Linked DNA regions of Sus scrofa: region 1 is linked to region 2. The links are chromatin contacts, called in public HiChIP or PLAC-seq maps. All regions are on one chromosome and are shown on one strand. Each heading gives the region's core, a stretch centred on a gene start, on an enhancer-like site or on the middle of the called end of the contact. The rest is flanking DNA. Distances are from core to core; before and after follow the strand shown. Region 1 holds the start of PCBD2 (pterin-4-alpha-carbinolamine dehydratase 2). Region 2 holds the start of JADE2 (protein Jade-2).

Evidence for each region. HiChIP or PLAC-seq counts read pairs in DNA pulled down with a chosen protein or histone mark.
Region 1: an H3K27ac HiChIP or PLAC-seq map of alveolar macrophages shows a contact between it and region 2. The contact joins the promoter of PCBD2 here to the promoter of JADE2 in region 2. A contact is called at or near these places in 1 of 5 promoter capture datasets (fetal liver) and 2 of 2 datasets of contacts at active chromatin or transcription factors (alveolar macrophages and skeletal muscle).

What each region holds. Positions count from the first base shown.
Region 1 is chr2:137,081,160-137,086,148 of Sscrofa11.1, reverse strand. It overlaps PCBD2 (pterin-4-alpha-carbinolamine dehydratase 2), which reads right to left and starts at 3,229. Exons shown (of 4, transcript XM_021084778.1): 1 at 3,090-3,229. The coding sequence starts at 3,173.
Region 2 is chr2:136,684,092-136,688,728 of Sscrofa11.1, reverse strand. JADE2 (protein Jade-2) reads right to left here and starts at 2,673. Exons shown (of 19, transcript XM_021084773.1): 1 at 2,349-2,673; 2 at 1,748-1,793. CDKN2AIPNL (CDKN2A interacting protein N-terminal like) reads left to right here and starts at 2,828. Exons shown (of 3, transcript NM_001244537.1): 1 at 2,828-3,067; 2 at 4,525-4,624. The coding sequence starts at 2,829.

The DNA of each region.
Region 1 (4,989 bases), core at 1,980-4,479, 400 kb before region 2:
ACCTATTTGCAGGGCTACTACAGGCTCAGATAAGGGCAGGACTGGCATCCAGAGAGACTGAACTAATGTGAGGACTCCTTAGCAAAGGGCAACCGGGGAGTTCCCACTGTGGCGAAGTGGAAATGAACCTGACTGGCATCCTTGAGGATGCGGGTTCAATCCCTGGCCTCGTTCAGTGGGTCGGGGACCTGGCCCTGCCGTGAGCTGTGATGTAGGTTGCAGACGTGGCTCGGATCCAGCGTTGCTGTGGCGGTGGTGCAGACTGGCAGCTGTAGCTCCGATTCGACCCCTAGCCCGGGAACTTCCACATGCGGCGGGTGTAGCCCTAAAAAGAAAAGAGAAAAAGAAAAAAAAAGGGCAACCAGGGACTGGATCCTCCACTATGAAACTGCAACTCATCCCCACTTCAGAAATCCTAAAAGCCTTCACCACTGACATCAATGGAATTAAGAAGGCGAAGTAAGTCAACTCACTCTAAGACAACTTATTCTTTAAGAGGAAAAAAAGGACACGAATGACCCAGCTTTCCAGTTTCTTCCTCGCTAGGTCAGCTATCCTTCCCTATAACTAACCAAACAGAAAATGAAAATATGTCTTAATTAAATAAAAATGTTTAAAGCCTTGTTATCAAAAACCATTTAAAGGAGTTCCCTATGGGCCTAGTGCTTAAGGATTCGGCATGGTCACTGATGTGGCGTGGTTTGGATCCCTGGCCTGGGGAACTTCTGCATGTCGCAGGCATGACCAAACCAAACCAAACCAAACCAATAAATAAATAAAGGGAAAAAATAAGAAAAAAATTTTAAAACACTTAAATATTACGCACGTAAAAAAGAATGAAATAACACCATCTGCATCAACATGACTGGACCTAGAGATTAGCATATGAAGTGCAGCTACAGTGAAAGGAAAACATGATATGTCACTGACATATGGCATCTAAAAAATGTATATAAATGAACTTATTTGCAGAACAGAAACAGACTCACAGACTTCGAAAAACGTATGATTATCAAAGGGGGCAGGTGGGGCAGGGGAGGGACAGATGGGGGTTTGGGACTGGCCCATGTACACTGAGGTATATGGGATGACGGACTCACAGGGACCTGCTGTTCAGCACAGGGACCTCTACGCAATAGTTTGCGATCATCGACGTGGGGAAAGAATCTGAGAGAGAATGGACTCGAGTGTGGGTCTGACTGGATCACTGCGCTGTACACCAGGCATGATCCCAACATTGCCAATCAACTAAACGTCCACGAAACTCCAAAAAAAGGGAAAAAATACACTATTCAGAACCAAAGTATTCATTAGTTTCACAGCAATAGCTCTGAAAATTTTCACACGCAGACCCCCTCTAGGAAATAATCTAAAATTGTAACTGAATATTTAAATATTTTAGGTCAATGCAGAGTCGTTTTGGAAAAGAAAGGGAATTATTATTGAATAGCTGCAAAAGAAAACTCTCAACCATGCTGTGGGTAACGCAGCAGTCGCCTGGGGTCTGCGGAGCCCACCCTGAGCCGATTTTTTCTGCTCGCTCCACCACCCACAGCCCAGTGAGGTCGGTGACATGCACTCTGCGCTCACCACAGCCACAGGGATCAGGTCTGGGGCTGAAATGGAGTCATGTCACCTACGTAACACAAACGGTTCTCTTGGGGACATACCCTCTGTAGAACCCTTTGCGGTGGACTTGAATTTTTTTTCCCCCTTTGGGAGGGATGGAGAAAGCACAGGATCTGAAGAGTAATCTTTTTCTTTTCTTTTTTTTTTTTTTTAAGGGCCGCACCCAAGGCATATGGAGGTTCCCAGGCTAGGGGTCAAATGGGAGCTATAGCCGCCAGCCTACACCACAGCCACAGCAATGCCAGATCCGAGCCACGTCTTTGACCTACACCACAGTTCACAGCAAAGCCAGATCCTTACCCACTGAGGAGGTGAGGGATCCCACCTGCCTCCTCGTGGATACTAGTCAGATTCGTTTCCTTTGAGCCAAACTGGAACTCCTGGAGAGTCATCTTGATTCGAAATCTAGCTTTGTTACTTCCAGCTGTGGGTGCTGAATAAATCACTTCGCCTCTCTGATGAGCAGCGCTCTACAGTGGGGATATTACCACAGCCACCTGCCAAAATTCCTGAAAGGCTTAAAAGAGCTCTTGAGTGTGAAGGCACCCAACAGAGAGCCCGGCACGTGGCAACCACTCCAATCCCGTCCGTTTATTCATTCCTCTCCAAACCCCACAGTTTTACTGGATCACCAAGCACCCTAGGTAGAGGCATGCCTTGGGACACGCCTAGGTGACAGTGAGCACTCCACCTGCGTCCTCGCCTTAGTGGCCAAGAAGCAGAGTGCCCATCTTTCCCATCATCGAGTTATTTTTAATTTCTTCTATTAAAGGATTTCAAACTGCCAAATGGGCCCCCACAAGCAATTAAAGAAAATGAAAAGGTGAGTTTCACGCAACTTTTTCCCACTAGGTGGTGCTGCAAGTTAAAACTTTCCCTCCAGTTAATTTACCCCCCAATCTGTTAATTTCCAAAGCAGGGAAACTGACAGGATGCCCCTCAGAAAAGGAATTAAGAGGCAATGTGCCACCAAAAAGGTAATTCAATAGTAATTCCTTTAAAAAAAATTAACACCAAGAGAAATGAATTCGTTCCACATTCAGTCCCGCTGTTTACAGCGAGCGAGCCGAGAGCGAGACGGCGCCCGCTCTCTCCGAGCGCACAGTCTAGAGGACCGAACGGCAACTGGAGTCTCATCAAGAAACCCTAATGGTGAAATACTTTCGCAACTGCTTTTCATGTTTACTTTTTTCTTTTCTAATGAAAGTCGGCCTCGGTTGTTTTCCGGTTGGCAATTTGGTAGACGACGACGGGATTTTTAAGCCAAAGGAAAACTAAGATGCTGCGGCCACCCATGTCTCGGACCAGCGCTTCCGACCGTGCCGGGTACCCGAATGTGACTCCCCAAAGTCCGAGCCCGAAGGCCGGGCCCGCTTCGGGGTCGGCTCGGGTCCCTCCGCCCCTCGGCCGGCACGGCGGCGCCTCGCCCTCCCGCGACCCCGCGGGCTCTCCGCACTCACCATAGCTGCGAGGCTCTGGCGTCGACCCCGCAGCGCCGCGAACCAGCCCCGCGTCGCCCCGCGCACCCCCAGCGCAGCCGCCATAGCCTCCGGCCCAGGGCTGCCCGGCGCGCTGCCTGCCCGCCGCCCCGGCCGCCGCTCCGCGGGCCGGCCCGGAGCCAGGAGCCGCGGGGGCAGCTCCCGCCCAGCCCGGCCCCGCCGCGCAGGCCCAGGCGCGGTCCGGCCCCGGAAGGCCCCCGGAAGCTTCGATGGCCGGCAGCTCTGCCGGCAGCCGGGAGGGCGCGGGGCCGCAGGCCCCCGCAGGCCCCCGCAGCCCCGGGCGCTGTCAGACCCCGCTCCGCTGGCCTTTCGAGTCGTGCCCAGGTGCCGCGTTTCCTGCCTGTGCCGGGGAGGCAGGCGGGCTGGCGCTGAGCGTGCACTGCACGTTCTCTGTCTTCGGCGTCTGGGGCTGGGGGTGTCGCAGCCTCGCTGACGGCCTGACTGCCCTGGGCTCCTTCTGGGCGATGGAGCGAACAGATGGCGCGGGCAGGAGGATGGCGCAGGCAGGGGCAGAGGAGCTGTGGGGTGGGCGGGGTAAGGGGTTCTGGGGGACCGCTCCACTCTGTTCGCAGTTGGGGAGCAGTGAACCCTAGTGATCCAGGTCGGGCCCTTATAAGTCAGGGAGCTGCAGGTTCGAATGTAAGCTCTGCTCTGTCACTATTTCGTTGCCAAGATCCTGGGCACACTGGCCCATCTGTCTGTCCGGATGAAATACTTGGGAAAGTCAGGCTCAAGGTGCTCTGTAAAGGGCTGCAGGCGCACAGTGCACGGTAGAGACGCCGGAGATACACGTGGATAGACTTTTTTATATCTTTTTTCTTTTTACAAACTAGGTATTCTTTTACATGTGTATTAGTATCTTAATTCTCTTATCATTCCTTTTTTTTTTTTTTTTTTTTTTTTTTGCCTTTTTCCTTGCGATGTAAATCACTTGCCGTAAGGTTCACCCTCTAAAATGTACAATTCGGGAGTTCTTCTCCTGCCTCAGGTGTAACTAACCCAACTGGTATCCATGAGGATGAGGACTCGGGTTTGATCCCTGACCTCTCCTGGCCAGCGGGTGAAGGATCTGGGATTGCTGTGAGCTGTGGTGTAGGTGACACATGGGTCTCAGATCCCACAGTACTGTGGCTGTGGTGTAGGCTGGGAGTTACAGCTCCTACTGGACCCCTAGCCTGGGAACTCGCATGTGCCACAGGTGCGGCCCTAAAAAATAAATAAAATGTACAATTCAGTGGTTTTCAGTATACTCACTTGTAACTTCTTTTTAACTAGTTTTTTTTTTAACCTAAAATAATCTGAAATACGGACTTATGACCTAATCCCTCTTCTTCCCTTTTTGGCCACTTGATGAAAACACAACAGAGGAATCTTTCTACAGACCGTAATCAAATGTCACTGGTCTCGAGGGTCTGAGACATTTGGGTTTCCTTTGCCTGATGCCTCACACTGGGAGTTTAGGAGCATGAAAAATGCCTTACAAACTTGCTTATTACAGTGAAAACTGAAAAATGACCTGGTAATTGTGAAGTAACAAGAGACCCCCCTCATCAGTTTCCTTCCCTGACACCCCTGTATGAAACTGTGGCATCTAAGATCTGTCCTGAGAGCAGCAGCAGGATGCTACTCAGGGCCCTGGCGGAGTGACACCCACCGAGAGGGGCTGTGAATGCTCTGTCCTCAGATTTAAGTCCTAGCAAAGACTGACTGGGCACATCCTCTGTAGTGGACCCTGTCAGAAAGGCAGTCTCCAGCTCAGTCTTTCAGGTCTTGCTTCGCCACCTAAGAATAAGCCTTGGGCCTGGAACACTTCCTTACCCAAAAAGAGCCCAAACAGCCTGTGCCAGGCTTGTGTGAGAAA
Region 2 (4,637 bases), core at 1,424-3,923:
CAGTGGGAATTCCTACAGTTTTTTATTTTGGCCGTATCCATGACATGTGGAAGTTGCAGGGCAAGGGATCAAATCCATACCCCAGCAGCGACTCAAGCCACAGCAGTGGCAATACCAGATCCTTAACCTGCTGAGTCACCAGGGGACTCCAATAAAGATGTTTAAAAAAAAAAAAAAGATGAGGTAGGAAAACTGATCCTTGTCTATATAAGTAAGTAGTCCGCTCTCAAAAAATGTGAATCATGGAAATGAGTTAGAAACAAAAAATTGGGCAGTAGGGAGTTCCCATCATGGCTCAGTGGTTAATGAATCTGACTAGGAACCATGACATTGCGGATTCAATCCCTGGCCTCGCTCAGTGGCGTTGCCGTGAGCTGTGGTGTAGGTCACAGACGTGGCTCGGATCTGGCGTTGCTGTGGCTCTGGTGTAGGCCTGTGGCTACAGCTCCGATTCGACCCCTAGCCTGAGAACCTCCATATGCTGCAGGAGCGGCCCTAGAAAAAGCAAAAAGACCAAAAAAAAAAAAAAAAAAAAAAAGAATTGGGCAGTAATTGGACTTGATGCAGGGGTTTATAAAATGCTAATTTTCACTAACATTTTGAGTCTATTTTACATTTCAAAAGAATATCAACAATACAAAAAAGAATATTGATTTGTGCACTTCTGAATTCTTATAACCTGCACGCATGTAGGAATATATCTGTAGGTAGATACACATGCGCATGATGTCCCATCATTATCAAAGATGATGCTAAATGAGCTAGTTGCTGGATGACCACTTAGCTTTTTCACACTCCAGGGGCTGAGTCAGCTGTGTAGCTGCACCTGTAGGTCACAAAACCTAGGTTCCTATTTCTGGGTCAATTTCTCCACCTTACAATCAGGTGACCAAGAATTTGGTTCCAAGAACCCTCAACGATGTTTTTCAAAGTCTGGCCACCTGCAGATGGAATCAATTACCTGGAGCCTCGACTCTACATCCAGTGATGGGCCTGAGAATCTACTTTTTTATTTTTATTTTTTTTTGTCTTTTCTTCCCAGGCTAGGGGTTCCAATGGAACTGTAGCCGCTGGCCTATGCCACAGCCACAGCAACAAGAGATCTGAGCCGCGTCTGACACCTGCACCACAGCTCACAGCAATGCCAGATCCTTAACCCACTGAGCGAGGCCAGGGATCGAACCCGTGTCCTCATGGATGCTAGGCGGGTTCGCTAACCACTGAGCCACCACAGGAACTACTTTTTTAACAAACCCCTCAGGAGATGTGATGTGCACTCCATTTTGGGAGTTCCAGCTCTGGGCACCTATTCCTGATTGATATGGAAAAGCTAAGTCTGTCTTTGGTTTCACAGCCCTGTTCACATTCTTGCTGCTGGAGATGCCTGCCTATGGTTAACCAAGTGGGATGTCACTAAGCCTGGTGCTAGTTCTGCTGGCACACTCTACTCAAAAGACTGCCCGGTATTTCTATTCAGTATAGGTTGTCTGCCTGCTGGAGTCTCTGATGTCCCACCAGAAGCTGCAGAGCCAGCACACAACACACAGGAGCTCTACCCCTACGCCCCACTCACAATGTAGGCCCTAAACACACTGGAGCCCTGATCCTGGATTCTAGGCCCAGCTCTGCATTTCACCCTACATTTCATGGGGGATGATGGGAAGCCCGTCAGGTCAATAATTTCTCAAGGCTGATGGCGGCTCAAGTGGTTTCCCAGTTACTGTACTTGAATGGGATGGAAATTTACCTTTGATGAGGAAGAAGCTCTTCTGTCTCTCAGCGGGTTCACCTGACTGTAGAACAGAAAACAGAGTCAGGCCAGCTCACCTGCTCATCTCCTCTGGACACATCCATTTTGGCTCCTTTTGGAAACACCTGTTTAAAATCCTTCAGTGGCTCCCCATTCCTTTTAGGATCTAGATCACAAGCCCTTCCATGACCTGCCCTTACTGCTCTTTGCAGCTTCATCCCCTCCACTGTTCCCCCCACTCTAGGATTTGTCATAAAGATCTTGCCGTTCTCTTACCAGACTAAGCTTTCTTGAGGTGCCCTGCTCGTCTTAGTCTAGTTAATTCCTGCTCATCCCTCAGCTCTCCAGCAGTCATTTCCCTGACCCACGGGACTGGATCACATCTCTGGCTTATTCATGCTCCTAGCCCTCTGGGCCTCTCTTTACTAAAATTTGTCAACGTTGAAAAATTTCCCTTGAGCAATTAGTATCACTAACAATGTCTGTCTCCGCCAGCAGACGATAAAGTTCATTAGAACAACGCTCGGAGTTGGCTCTCATTGCATCCCCAGCACCTAGCAAAGGGTCTAGCAGGTATTCAGCTGGATGGGTGACTCACTCCAGGAAGGCAGGCCACACACTGGGTGGGGGTGTCGAGACCTCTGGGAATCAATCAGAAGCTAACACAGAGCATCTCTACGTAAACAAGTGCTCAGAACCGAGGACACTGGACTTTGGGCCGGAGCCCGGGGAACTCCCCGGGCAAGGACGCTGGACATCCCTGGCCGGCCTCCAGCTCCGAATGGGAGAGGGCCGCCCTTCCTCTGCGCTCGGCGGGAGCCTCCGTTTCCCTGCTGGTTGCCCGCGGGGCTGGCCGAGAACTGCCCCTGCGGCCTCCGGGGAGACCCACGCCCGGGACTGCGGGCCGCGGGAGTCTGCAGGGCCCGGCGGGGTTGGCCGCCGCGCCCAGCGAGGGCGCTCCAGGCCCGTCCTCCCGAGCAGTCGCGCGCCGCCGGGGCCCCTCTAGGCGCAGGGAGGTGGCGCGGTGCGTGTCGGGAAGGCGGCGGGGGAGGGCTGGCCCTCCGCGGCGCAGGGCGGCATGGTGGGTGGCGAGGCGGCCGCCGCCGTGGAGGAGCTGGTCTCGGGAGTGCGGCAGGCGACCGACTTCGCGGAGCAGTTTCGCTCCTACTCGGAGAGCGAGAAGCAATGGAAGGCTCGCATGGAATTCATCCTGCGCCACCTGCCCGACTACCGCGACCCGCCCGACGGCGGCGGCCGCCTGGACCAGCTGCTGTCCCTTTCCATGGTCTGGGCTAATCACCTCTTCCTGGGTTGCAGGTGCGGACCCCCACCGGCTAGCTGACCCCGTCCCGACCCCAGTCCTTCCCCAGGGCTGACGGTGCCCCCAGCCTCCAGTGGCACTAGCCAGGCCTCTGGCTGGTGTCCTACCCTAGCCCGCCCCTTGCAAAGCTACTTAACCTCGTTGAGCTTCAGTTTCACCTGGAAAATGAGTTGTGATGACTACAGTATTAAAAGATGAACAGCACCTCGCATAGGCTGTCATCTAGCAAGAGCTCAGTAACATGCTAGGCGTTCAAATTGCTGTTGGTGTTTGTATTATTACTTCAAACCATCACCTTTGCGGAGTGCACTTTAAGTTCATTCATTCCTTTCCTCCTGGCAAACGTGCAGGGACAATGGCTGAGACCCCCCCACACCCCCCCAATTTACATAAAAAGGTGAGAGAGGGGAAGAGACACACCTAGGGCTACCTGGCTTCTGGCAGGGTTGGTGGATTTTACCACTTATGGCAAGAGATAATATTTGGCCTTTGGTTTTTCCTCATTCCCTGGTCTGCTGGACCCCATAGCAAGAGCCAGCCTTTGTGTCTCTGCCTTTCCTTTTATGAAAATAACAAATGCCTTCAAGGGTCTGGTTTTGAAATGCCTGAAATGGCACTCCCTTTGCCACTCCATGCAAAAGGTGGCAAATCTTGGGCCTCCCACATCCTTTTAGCGTTTCCTGATATTGTGTTAGGGTAAGATGACTTGGCTTAGTCCTGGTTTCCTTGCTCCTTATGGCTGCCTCGTGTCGTGGCCCCTCCAGCCCTAAGCCACTTGGTTTTGCTTTCAGACTTGGGCAGTTATTAGAATGGGATTTGGGGAAGCAATGCCACGTGCATCCCTCCCTTTCCTCCGCTTTCCAGGTGTCTCTAGGAAATTCTGGTTAATGGGAGATTAGGCAAATGTCAGAAAACTCGACAAATAGACAAATAATGTTGTTTTCATTTTCTTTTTGGCCCCCCCATGACGTATAAAATTCCCAGGTCAAGGCTCAGATCCAAGCCGCAGTTGCGACCTAAGCCGCAGCTCTGGCAACACTGGATCCTTAACCTGCTGTGCTAGACCAGGGATCAAACCTGTGTCCCGGCGCTCCCAAGACGCTGCTGATCCCTTTGCGCCACAATGGGAACTCCAGTGATGGCTTCATTAGACCAATATTCCACGTGTTCATAAAAGTAAAAACAATTTTGGTCCTCAGACCATATCCGTGAATATATACTGCCAGGTGTACGGTCTTGTTTTTGTGAATCTTAAGACACCTCTCTTGGCATTCCCAGTGCCACTTGTGTCTACACATGCAAAACTGTTTTCAAACTTGATGCTGAGCATCTCTCGGTTTTCCCTGTAGTATCAAATCGTTCCTCTGAGAATTGGGTTATGTGCACTTTCTTTTTAGCCCACAGTGACAATAATTCTTCCAAGGTTTTTATCTTACTGCTTTTCATTGTGCAGTTACAACAAAGACCTCTTAGACAAGGTGATGGAAATGGCTGATGGGATTGAAGTGGAAGATGTGCCACAGTTTACTACCAGAAGTGAATTAATGAAAAAGGTAAACAGGATTT